Linked DNA regions of Mus musculus: region 2 is linked to region 1. A link is a contact called in public promoter capture Hi-C data. All regions are on one chromosome and are shown on one strand. The core of a region is the stretch at or near the end of the contact, and the rest is flanking DNA. Distances in the headings are between cores, read along the strand shown. Region 1 holds the start of Npat (nuclear protein in the AT region). Region 2 holds the start of Sin3a (transcriptional regulator, SIN3A (yeast)).

Region 1 (4,806 bases), core at 162-2,661:
CCTCTCCCCCACCACACACCTACTTTCTCTTTCTCTCTCTTACTATCTCACTCTTTCTCTCTCTCTCTCTCTCTCTTTCTCTCTCTCTCTCTCTCTCTCTCACACACACACACACACACAGCAAATATTCAGTATAACTGTCATCCTGTTACTGTCTTCTCTTACGATCGCTTTATAAATCTATTTGATGACTGTTTTTTTCCTCCTCTTCTTGCTCTCATCCCTTCCTCTGGCTTCAATACACTGGAAACTTGCAAAATCTGTATCACTCAATAACAAGAGCTCGTTACACTTTGTGCCTTTCCATGCACTTCCTTCTGTCTGAAAGCTTCGCTACCATCTTGCAGAAGAATTTACACCCGGCAAGATCTAGCAGCAAAGTCGATTCTTTCAGGCTCAGTTTCCACAGAACCAGTCCTTCCTCGGCTAACACAGTTTTTCCTATCACATTGTCGCTTTGAAAAAGTAGCTGTCTACTTATCTGTGCCAGGTGGCGGGGGTGGGACCGGGGAAGGAGCGCAGGTTAAACATTTTCAAAGGCTCAGAGTGGCTGCCACTTACCTACTACAGACAACACAGGCAATACAACTGACAATGAGAATACGAGACTGTGATTTCCAAGGGCCAGTGCTCTTAACTACGAACATGTGCAAACCTGTAGCTTAAATATAAATAAACGCTCTGAGACTAAAGTATGAGATTTAAAAAATCTAGATCGACCAGAACCCTTAAGATGACAGATAGGAAAGAGGGACGTGCAGAAGGGAAGATTTAGGCTCACTCCATCTAGGGTCTGCAGAAAGAGGGAGAAGATGACGGCCGTTCTGCAGAGAAGGGGTAAGAGCCATTCGGAAGCTGAGGAAAGATGGGCTCAGAAGAGAATTTTCCCCTCACAGAAGTCCCCGAGCGTTCGTCCCTCGCTCCTACCGCTGCATTCTGCCTGCCAATGCAAACCCAGGTCGCTTCGCCTTTTCCCGCGTGCACGGATCTAGCAGCTGGTTCTGTACGCACGCCTTCCCGCTTCCGGCTCTATAAAGCAGCAAGTTGGTAAGGCACGGGTGCCCCAAAGGAAGAAGTCGGCATGCGCCGCCGCACGACTGCGCTTGCGCGTAGGCATCACGCGCTCTCCAACTCAAAACACTCGCTCCCCTCAAAACAGTCTCCCGGCCTGAGGAAACGCGCCTGCGCAGTGCGCACCAATGGCGATTGCCCTCGCTCCCGCAACTCCGCCCAGGGGCCGACGCTCCCACAGCCGGCCACCAGGTCCTCTCTGGCCACAACCCTCCGCAGACGGAAATGACGACGGTTCCGAGGAGAACGGAGGCGGGTTTCATTTCGGCGCCTTTCTGTCTCCCGCGGAAGCGATTGGTTAGTGTGGCACGAAAGAGGCGGGACAAATTGCCGCGGGTTCAGCACCTCCAGTGGAACCGGGAGATGCGGCGGCGCCGGGGCTGTCGCCGTGTTTGCTTTGAGTTGAGTCTCGTCCCTTCAGGCCGCTCCCTGTGCAGCTCGGATCATGCTGTTACCCTCGGATGTAGCCAGGCTGGTATTGGGTAAGCGGCGGCCTGGGAGGGCGGGTGATCGGACCCGGGCTGAGGGGACGGAAAGACCAGGGGCTGAGGGGGAGGGCTGCTCGGGGTGGGGAAGCTCTGAGGAGTGGTCTGCTCCCGTCCAAGTTCAGACTAGCGGAGAGGCTCGGTCCCTCGGCGCCTTGGGACAGTCGAAGCTCCTCGGTGTAGGGATGTCCCTTCTCCTCCTGCTGCGCGATGGGGGCAGCCGAAGGGAGAAAGAAGCTCGGCGGGGAACACCTGGGGCCTGGATTCCGAGGCACAGCCAGGCCCGCTGGGACACCTGAAGGAGTGTCGCCTGCGTGATGGACGAGGCTGCGTGTCCCCTACCCTTTCCCTTGTCAAGAGCCGGGACTGATAAAGGAAAAGGCGGGGGGACCCCCGCTTCCCCGGCCGCCCAGCCTTGTGGAAAGACTTTCCGACGCCCTTACCCATAACCCGACCTTAGCACTGGGAATTTGGGACACAGGGAGGGCCCCACACCCCTGGCCCACCATAGTGGCTTGAAACGCCAATTGCATATTTCAGAACGGCAGCGTGTCGTGTTCTTGAGCAAATATTTAGGAGGTACGACGACTGACTTCTGGTTGCACACGTTCTAGCCCTCGTTTTCCTCCATTTTCGAAAAGGGTTTGTTCATAGACCACTGGTTGGTCGGGAGATACTGTCTCTGGAAAAGACTGTTTTCGTTGTTTGTCCTGTGAAAGAATAAAAGGGATTGTTCTGTAGGGAACAAGAGCCTCTTAGGCTCAAAACTGGACAGTGACTTTGAAACGTTATTTGGGACATCTCTAAAAGAAAGTGGTCGAAGTATGAGGACTCATTCCATAGTTTCCACAGCCGTTACGAACATTTGCTTTGTGCCCAGCCCTGTCCAAAAAATAAAAATTGCACATTAGGCAGGACTTATTTAAGAGGCTCTGTACGATTCTACTGTCCATTTTTTGAGAAACTTAAATACAAAAACTAGTGTTTTGAATGTTTTCATCTTCATCAGACTTGGATAGTTAAATTTATACCTGTGATTTTTAAACTTAGCTTTCTTGTAATTTTAAAATTAGGCTCATACAAAATTGGTTAAAAGTAGACTCACATGATTTTTTTTCTCCCCACCTATACGTATTGTTTAGGTAAGAACTGCGACTTTTAGCAGTCTTGTGATCCATATAAAATTCCATGATCATAGCCTCAAAAGTGGCTTTTGGAGTTTGGTAGTATGAACATTGAAAAGTGGATAATTTTTATGAGGATTTTTCCATGTTTTCTTTCCTCAGATTTTATGGGATGCTTAATAGCAACCCTGATTTCATTAGATACAAGTAGGATGTCATTCCTTCATGTAAGAAAGGGGGTGGGGAGGGGCTTTATATACTGTCAGCATATCCCCTGAAGAGAAAGTCCTGCCTTGTTAAGAAAACCTTAAGGAAATGACAGGGCCTTTCTAATTGGAATAATTATGTTTCTGCCCCACTAACAAGGTAACTTATTCTCTTGATGCCTAGAAACTCAAGTTGTTGCTTTTCATCCTTAAAATCATCTTTGTTGTTCAGATTCTGCTTTCAGTGCCATGAATTCCAGCATGCCTCCCATTCTGTTTTGGAATTGTGATGCCTTTCCTCATACTCTACTTGCAATTCATGTATACTCGGGTTGCAAATATTGCTGAAGCATCTAAAAATTGAACCTCTTTTGAACTTGGAATACAAAAAAAGCCTCCCACTATTTTCAGTTCTGTGATTTAGTACTATCTTTACACACACACACACACACACACACACACACACACACACTTCTATCTACAGGTTTATTGCTTGCTCAGGGTCCTTCTGTGGTACCCCCTTACCATCTTTAGCCCCTCTTTCTTGATTGCATATGGTCTTTGTTGTTGGTTGTTCTGTTGTCTTGTTCCAAACACTGCCAGATTTTTAAGCATAAGAGGAAAAGTAATTTTACTTAACATTCACTTCTTTCTTTCTTTATTTTTTTTACCCTTTAATACCAAAACATTTTTCTCAACTCCCTCTCACATTGTCCAGTGCCCTGTGTCACCCAGGAGATTACTAGTAAAACCGCCTGTTACTTAGTAGCTTTACTAGTTCACGTTCCTCTAACTCTTCAGCTTACTGCACTGAATTATTCACCTAAGTGTTCTCTACTCAGCCAGCTATTTATTGCCTCGATGGAATTTTTCAAACTCTTGTAGAGACCAAGATACATTGCTTGCTGCCTCTAGGTCATCAGTTTGGCTTTTACTAATATGTCATAGGAAGTGCTCTGTGGAGCTGGTTTCTACCCAGCCTCATCTTTTCAATATTTGCGCTAGGCTACAGTATACTAAAGTACTTACATTTTTTGAAATAGTATATTCCTTTCCCCCTGTGTTCCTTGTATTAAAGGTTCAAGTTAAATGTGATATCAGAAAGTTCTTTCAGTAGCCACTGTCCTATTAAAGTAACTTTGTTGGTGGATAAGAGATTTTCTTGGTGAGGTACACATAACAAAATTGATAATTACAGCTATTTTTAAGTTTATGGTTCTGTAGTATTAGTTACTACTGTCTACCTCTAAATTTTCTTTCTTCTTACTAAACTGAAACTTTCTTAATCAGTATTCTCTATTCAAACAAGAATTTTTGGATTCAAGTTTCAGAGTTCTTAGGAACTTCAAAAATGTTAAGTTCTATGTATAAAAGGAGCACTTTTACGATTGAAGGGTTCAGATTTTTTTTCAATTTCATAACTAGGTTAGTTTCTGTATGAGTTGGTGTCCATTCAGAAAACAGAAACTAAGTCCTATGTTTAATGTGATAGGATTTAATGAAGGACTTGGTTACACAGGTGGTGCCAAAGCTTCTTAGCTTATGGGATGAAGGAACTCAGCACAGCAGGAAGCCATGCTAATCCTGGAGACAGGGCGTTATACAGCATCCCAGAGACAACTATGTGGAAGATGAAACTGAAGTCTTGTCTCCTAAGGGACTGTCTGTAGTCAGAGCAAAGATTCGTGAGACAATCAGGGAATAAGGCTTCTTCCTTCTGAATTCCAGTCTGATACAAGCCCTTCCCCTTTTAGAACCGTAGCCGGAAGCCGTGATAGGTGAACCGGGTAACTGCCTGCTTGAAGTCTAGCTTCCAAAATAGAGTCCTAGAAAATAAAGAACTGGTTTAAGGGCAAAAAGAACTAATACTGGCATATTCTTAAGAGATCGGGAGCCATTGGTTTTATTTTCTTTTATATT
Region 2 (4,952 bases), core at 1,683-4,182, 3.5 Mb after region 1:
TCCTCTTCCACCCACTTTGGGTTCTCCAGAGGCTCCGCCTTCTCTTGTCTTTCACTGGTTGGATTCGAGTCCCTCTTTCCCTTCTCGTGTATGCATTGGATGATATTCTCTAGAGCTCCGCCTATCGGGAGGTTGGACTGGAGTTTAAGTTGCTAAAATTTTTTTTCTTCGAAGGGCGGAGGGAGGATTCCTGGGGCTTACGTGAGGTACAAGCCCCCGTCCCTGTTTCTGATTGGCGAATTGGATAGGCCTTCCCCTTCTGGGGTAAGCTAGGAGGAGACGTTCTCCTCCCTGCCCCCCCTTTCTCGTGAGCGCGCTCAGCACATGGTTGAGGCCCTTTTAGCTCCCTGCAACTTCCCTCCCGCCCGGAAGTCTCAGGCTCCGCGCCCTTAGTTAGGGGGGCGGGGAAAGCCTTGGAGGCACACAAAGATTCTTCCGAGTCTAGGGATCGGCTAGCCTTCGAGGTGAAGCCCGACAATTGCGCTGTTACTCCAGAAAGCATCGCTCCAGGGCTGCTGCACGGAGGGGAGGGAATGAGTTCTACCCTCCAGCCCGATCAACTTTTGCTGTTTTTCTCCGTGCCCCTTGACTTCCTTAAATTTAAGTTTCAGAAAGCTTGGACATTGGCCGCATCCTTAATTCCTTGTGCAAGGCAATCTTGATCCTTAGTCGGCGGAATCTAAGATTATGACAACCTAGTAATGGAACCTTTGGCAAGATCTACGATACCTCGGTCGCTGCAGTCAAGGGAAGTCCGTGAGGCTCATTTCTAGCAAGGATTCGGGGGTGTTTGTTGATACCGTGGTGGGAGTGCTGTACATTGTATGGTAGGTACCCAGCCTGGTGGGTAAGGCAGTTCAGTTAAGGATAGGCATCTGTCAGTTTTGGAGTGCTACTTCAGCCTGGAACGGTTTGGCTAGTTTTTCTTATTTTAGAGCACTGTCCTGGAACAGGGCTTGGCTTGGCTACCGGTGTGGCTGCTCCCACCTGTCGGCCACTCTTGGAGTTCACAACTCTTTACTATGGCCTCACGCCGTGAAGCCATCCTAGGAGTTAGACCCACCTGTTGCCAACACTTGTTTATGGCAGTCTCCGCAGGATTTACAGGAGGACAGTATTGGATTTACGAAACGGTTCCCCGGTGTCGTATCTCCTGGGGACACTCGACTCTAGGGAGGTTCCCTCTCCCCCTTTTGCTCTAGAATGCGGTAAGACTAATCCCACCTAACCTCTCATGGCACAGCGAAAGCCTCCCCAAAGCAAGGTCGGCATCGGGCCCACGCCTTACTAGTGAATAAATAAAAGAACTAGGTCTTTATTATTATTATTATTATTAATTAATTAATGTATTATATGTAAGTACACTGTAGTTGTCTTCAGACACTCCAGAAGAGAGCATCAGATTCCATTACGGATGGTTGTGAGCCACCATGTGGTTGCTGGGATTTGAACTCAGGACCTTTGGAAGAGCAGACGGCGTTCTTAGCCGCTGAGCCATCTCACCAGCCCAAGAACTAGGTATTTCAAAGCACTTTTTGTGTTCAGGCATTGTTACTTACCCAGAAGGCTTAGAGACCGCCATTAACTCACTCTGCTAAGGAGGAATGCCCACCCCCCTTTTTTTTGAAGGGCTGGCCTTAGGGTTCCTAAATTCAGACTATTCCTGCCCTTTCGCGAATGGTTGCGATTACAGCCCTTCCCCTTGAACAGTCATTCTTAAGACCATATCCTTCACACAATCTGGAATTTTTACTCCTTCTGTGAACGTAAGTGCACACTCAAGGTTTATTTATGCAGTGGTCTGTGTGAGGTTTTCAGCCTCTCTTCCTCCAGTTTAAAATGTCCCTGGATCTACCCGACCAATAGAGTATACATTTTCCCTTCATGCTCCGCCTTCCGGAGGCTTGCCCAGGCGGTGACATTTAAAGGCCTCCGCTGGGTTATCTCCGCCCCCTGAGGGCTGCAGATTCTGGTTGTCCCAGTGTCACAGTATTCAGTCAGCCCTAGTGACCAGCTAGTAATATCTGGGCTTTTGGATCAGATTAGAGCTCCAGACCTTAATTTTGGAGTCGGCTTGCTGAAAGTAGCTGCTGAGTGCTCCAGATGGCTGTGTTTAGAAGACCGTGAAAGTGTAAAAATAAGTGGGTAGGAAGGACAAGGCTTTCTGTCATTGTTTTGGTTAATTCTCCACGGCGGGTAATACTACTGCCTTTTCCTTTTCAAATCTCAAAGCCTCGGGTTTCGGCCGCTGAGCTCCCCGCCATCTCCGATCCCGGCCTTGGAACGCTGAGGTTCAGTCTCCAGTGTAAACATTCCACAAAAGGACTGCTAAGGTTCAGCATCCTCGCGCAGGGCGGAATGGTCTCCTTCCTGGACCGGCGCCGTGTCCAATGGCGGCTCCTACCGGCGCCAAGATAGTCCAATCAGATCATTGGGGGCGGGGCCTGGCCCAGCCGTGTAGTGGGTGGAGTCGGCCTCACTTAAGGACATTTTTACCCCACATTGGTTACTTACCTTCCTGGGGCTATGAGAGAAGCAAAGGTAGTCTTCCAATGCAGGGACCGGCGGAGGCGGGAGCCGATTTGTTAGGCCTGTGGCTGGGGCGGTATGGGGAGGGATATGTGAGACTCTCCAATGAGATGTGAAGAGGTACTCCTCTTCCTCCAATAGTATTAGAGCCCGGAGGAGGGATTCGGCAATCAGTCTCCAATAGGCGGGGTTGAGTTAGGGACTCTCCCCGCCAATAGGGGCGTGGAGAAGGTGAGCGGCTCGCTCTCCCCTCCCAGCGAGGGAAGAGGGCGGGAGTAGGTCTTTGCGGCATAGTGATTGGCTAAACCATTGACGGATGGGTAATATATCCCGTGGCGGAGCGAGGTTAAGCCTTCCCTCGGCGGGGCGGGCCGGGAGAGTGGGCGGGATTTCCCGGGTAACAGAGAAGCGGCCGCGGCGGTAGAGGCGGCAGAGACGGTTTCTCCATCTTCCCCCCTCCCCTTCCCCCCTTAGAGTTTCCCTCCCTCCCTCCCTCCTTCCCAGTCTGGGCACCCAGGCCTGTGACCGCTTCGTGGGCGCAAAGGAGGTTGCCAGTCCGCTCTTGCGGGCCTGTGCCCGCGCCGTTCCGGGGCCTCCGTGCTGGGTGCGAGGCTCACGCCGGGAGCGACGCACAGGCTGAGTGGCTGGAGCTTTTGCGGTGAGAGCACGCCGCACCGCGGTCCGCCCAGCAGCTGGGTGGCGGGTAACCCGGGACTGGAGGGCGTGTGTTTTTCGGGGGGGCTGACCTCGGCTTCCCGTGCGTGGCTGTGGGGGGCGGAGCGGAGCCGCACTCAGTGCGGGAGGGGGAGGAGAGCGTAGTCCCGGTGCGCACGGAGGGGCGGGTCCTAGTCCCGCCGATCAGAGGCGGGGCCGGCGCGCGTGCGGTGGTGGAGAAAGGGGCGGGACGGGCTCGCGCTAAAGGCCCGCGGCTGTGACCCCGCCCCTTCTCCCTTATGGGCGGGACCACTGGCTGAACTGCTTTGGGTCCGCGGGGCGTGCGGGACGGGAAGAGGGTCCCGGCGTGTGGCTTTCAGGGCGCGGTGGCGAGGGGGCGTGAAGCCTGTGTTCCCCCGCCTTAGCGGGATCCGGTTGGCCGGAAGGCGCGTCCGGGGCTGTGATGCCACGCCCCTCCCGCCCCGCCCCCTCCGGGATTTCCGCCTCCTTAGCAGTGAAGAGGAGCTGGGGAAAGCCCGCTGTGGCGTCTGGCAGGGGGTCAGGGCTCCGTGTCTGCTCCTCCCAGCATCCCCGTGGGTGGGAGGGCCCCTTGTAGACTGGGAACGGTGGAGGTGTCCGGACTTTATGCTGTGGCTTCTTCATCCATTCTGCTTGGGGCATCGTGGCCCGTAGCTGTAGTCTTCTACTTTGCTTCACACACCATGGATGGCGCCTTAACAGCTAGGGAGAGTAGAAGCGTGGTCAGCTGCTCCTCTTCGTTGTAATTATTGGGACGAGATACTCAGCGTCCTCTCTGGAGTGTCTGCGGTGGGGTGCGGCTGGTGCTGTGCCCTTGCTTCCCCGACAGTGGCCGGTGGGGGAGGGGCAGAGTGATCAGGGACTGGAATTGTGGAGGGCGCCAACCTTCCCTGGAGTTCCCTTGATGTTCAGCTACTGCGCCTTTACGGGTTGATACCTAAAAATTGCTACCATTTTTGGTAGCTTAGGACTTTAAACTCAGTTTACCATTTGAGCTCCTAACAAATCTGAGATTTTATTTCTAGAGAAAGTATTGAATTTATGATTGTAAGTGATGGAGTGAGTTTAGGGCACATAAGCATTGCTTCACCGCTAGGCTATACCCCAAGGCTAAATTTTTTTTTTTTAAGTCAAAGATTTAACTCTCTTTAAGTAAAATACTCTGATTTCTTGACTGATTTCACCTACAGAAGGTTTTGTTACATAAGCTTAGTTTCACAAAGGTAACTTAGAATTTTGTGTTCTCTTTTGGTTTTATGTAACTTCTAGTCCTTAAAGCTTCATGTTGCTCTTTTTAGATACTAAGTAGGTTGAACTGTATGAAACCTATGTGTAGCATAGCTTACCGGCCTGTGTTAGAGAGTTACTTTGGCCATTGTTGGTTTACTGCACATGTAACCATATTAGATGATCTTACTCGAGAACTTCATGAAAAGTGAACATCGAATTCTTAATTTATGTATTGATATCTGAGTATGTGTAAACCACTTTTAAAAAAGATTTATGTTAAAGTGTGTGTGTGTGGGGGGGGGCAGAATAGGATGTTAGATCTCCTGTAGGTGGAGATAACAGGTGGTTCTGAGCCACCTGACATGGAACCCAACTTAGGTCCTTTTACAGGAGCAGTCTGCACTGAGCCATCTCTCTAATCTCATAGTCATGTGTAATTTCTGAAGCTAAATTCTGGATTTGTTCTTTGTTCAGTAGAGGCTGAAAACTGTGCCCTGTGC

Evidence for each region. Promoter capture Hi-C pulls out the DNA fragments that hold promoters and counts their contacts.
Region 2: a contact with region 1 is called in a promoter capture Hi-C map of pre-B cells, with 10 times the contacts expected there. The contact joins the promoter of Sin3a here to the promoter of Npat in region 1. A contact is called at or near these places in 2 of 39 promoter capture datasets (cranial neural crest and pre-B cells).

The regions. Positions count from the first base shown.
Region 1 is chr9:53,535,636-53,540,441 of GRCm38.p6, forward strand. It overlaps Npat (nuclear protein in the AT region), which reads left to right and starts at 1,412. Exons shown (of 18, transcript NM_001081152.1): 1 at 1,412-1,553. The coding sequence starts at 1,517. Atm (ataxia telangiectasia mutated) reads right to left here and starts at 1,036. Exons shown (of 63, transcript NM_007499.3): 1 at 928-1,036.
Region 2 is chr9:57,073,444-57,078,395 of GRCm38.p6, forward strand. It overlaps Sin3a (transcriptional regulator, SIN3A (yeast)), which reads left to right and starts at 2,933. Exons shown (of 22, transcript NM_011378.2): 1 at 2,933-3,187. 2700012I20Rik (RIKEN cDNA 2700012I20 gene) reads right to left here and starts at 2,606. Exons shown (of 2, transcript NR_152107.1): 1 at 2,515-2,606; 2 at 1,760-2,400.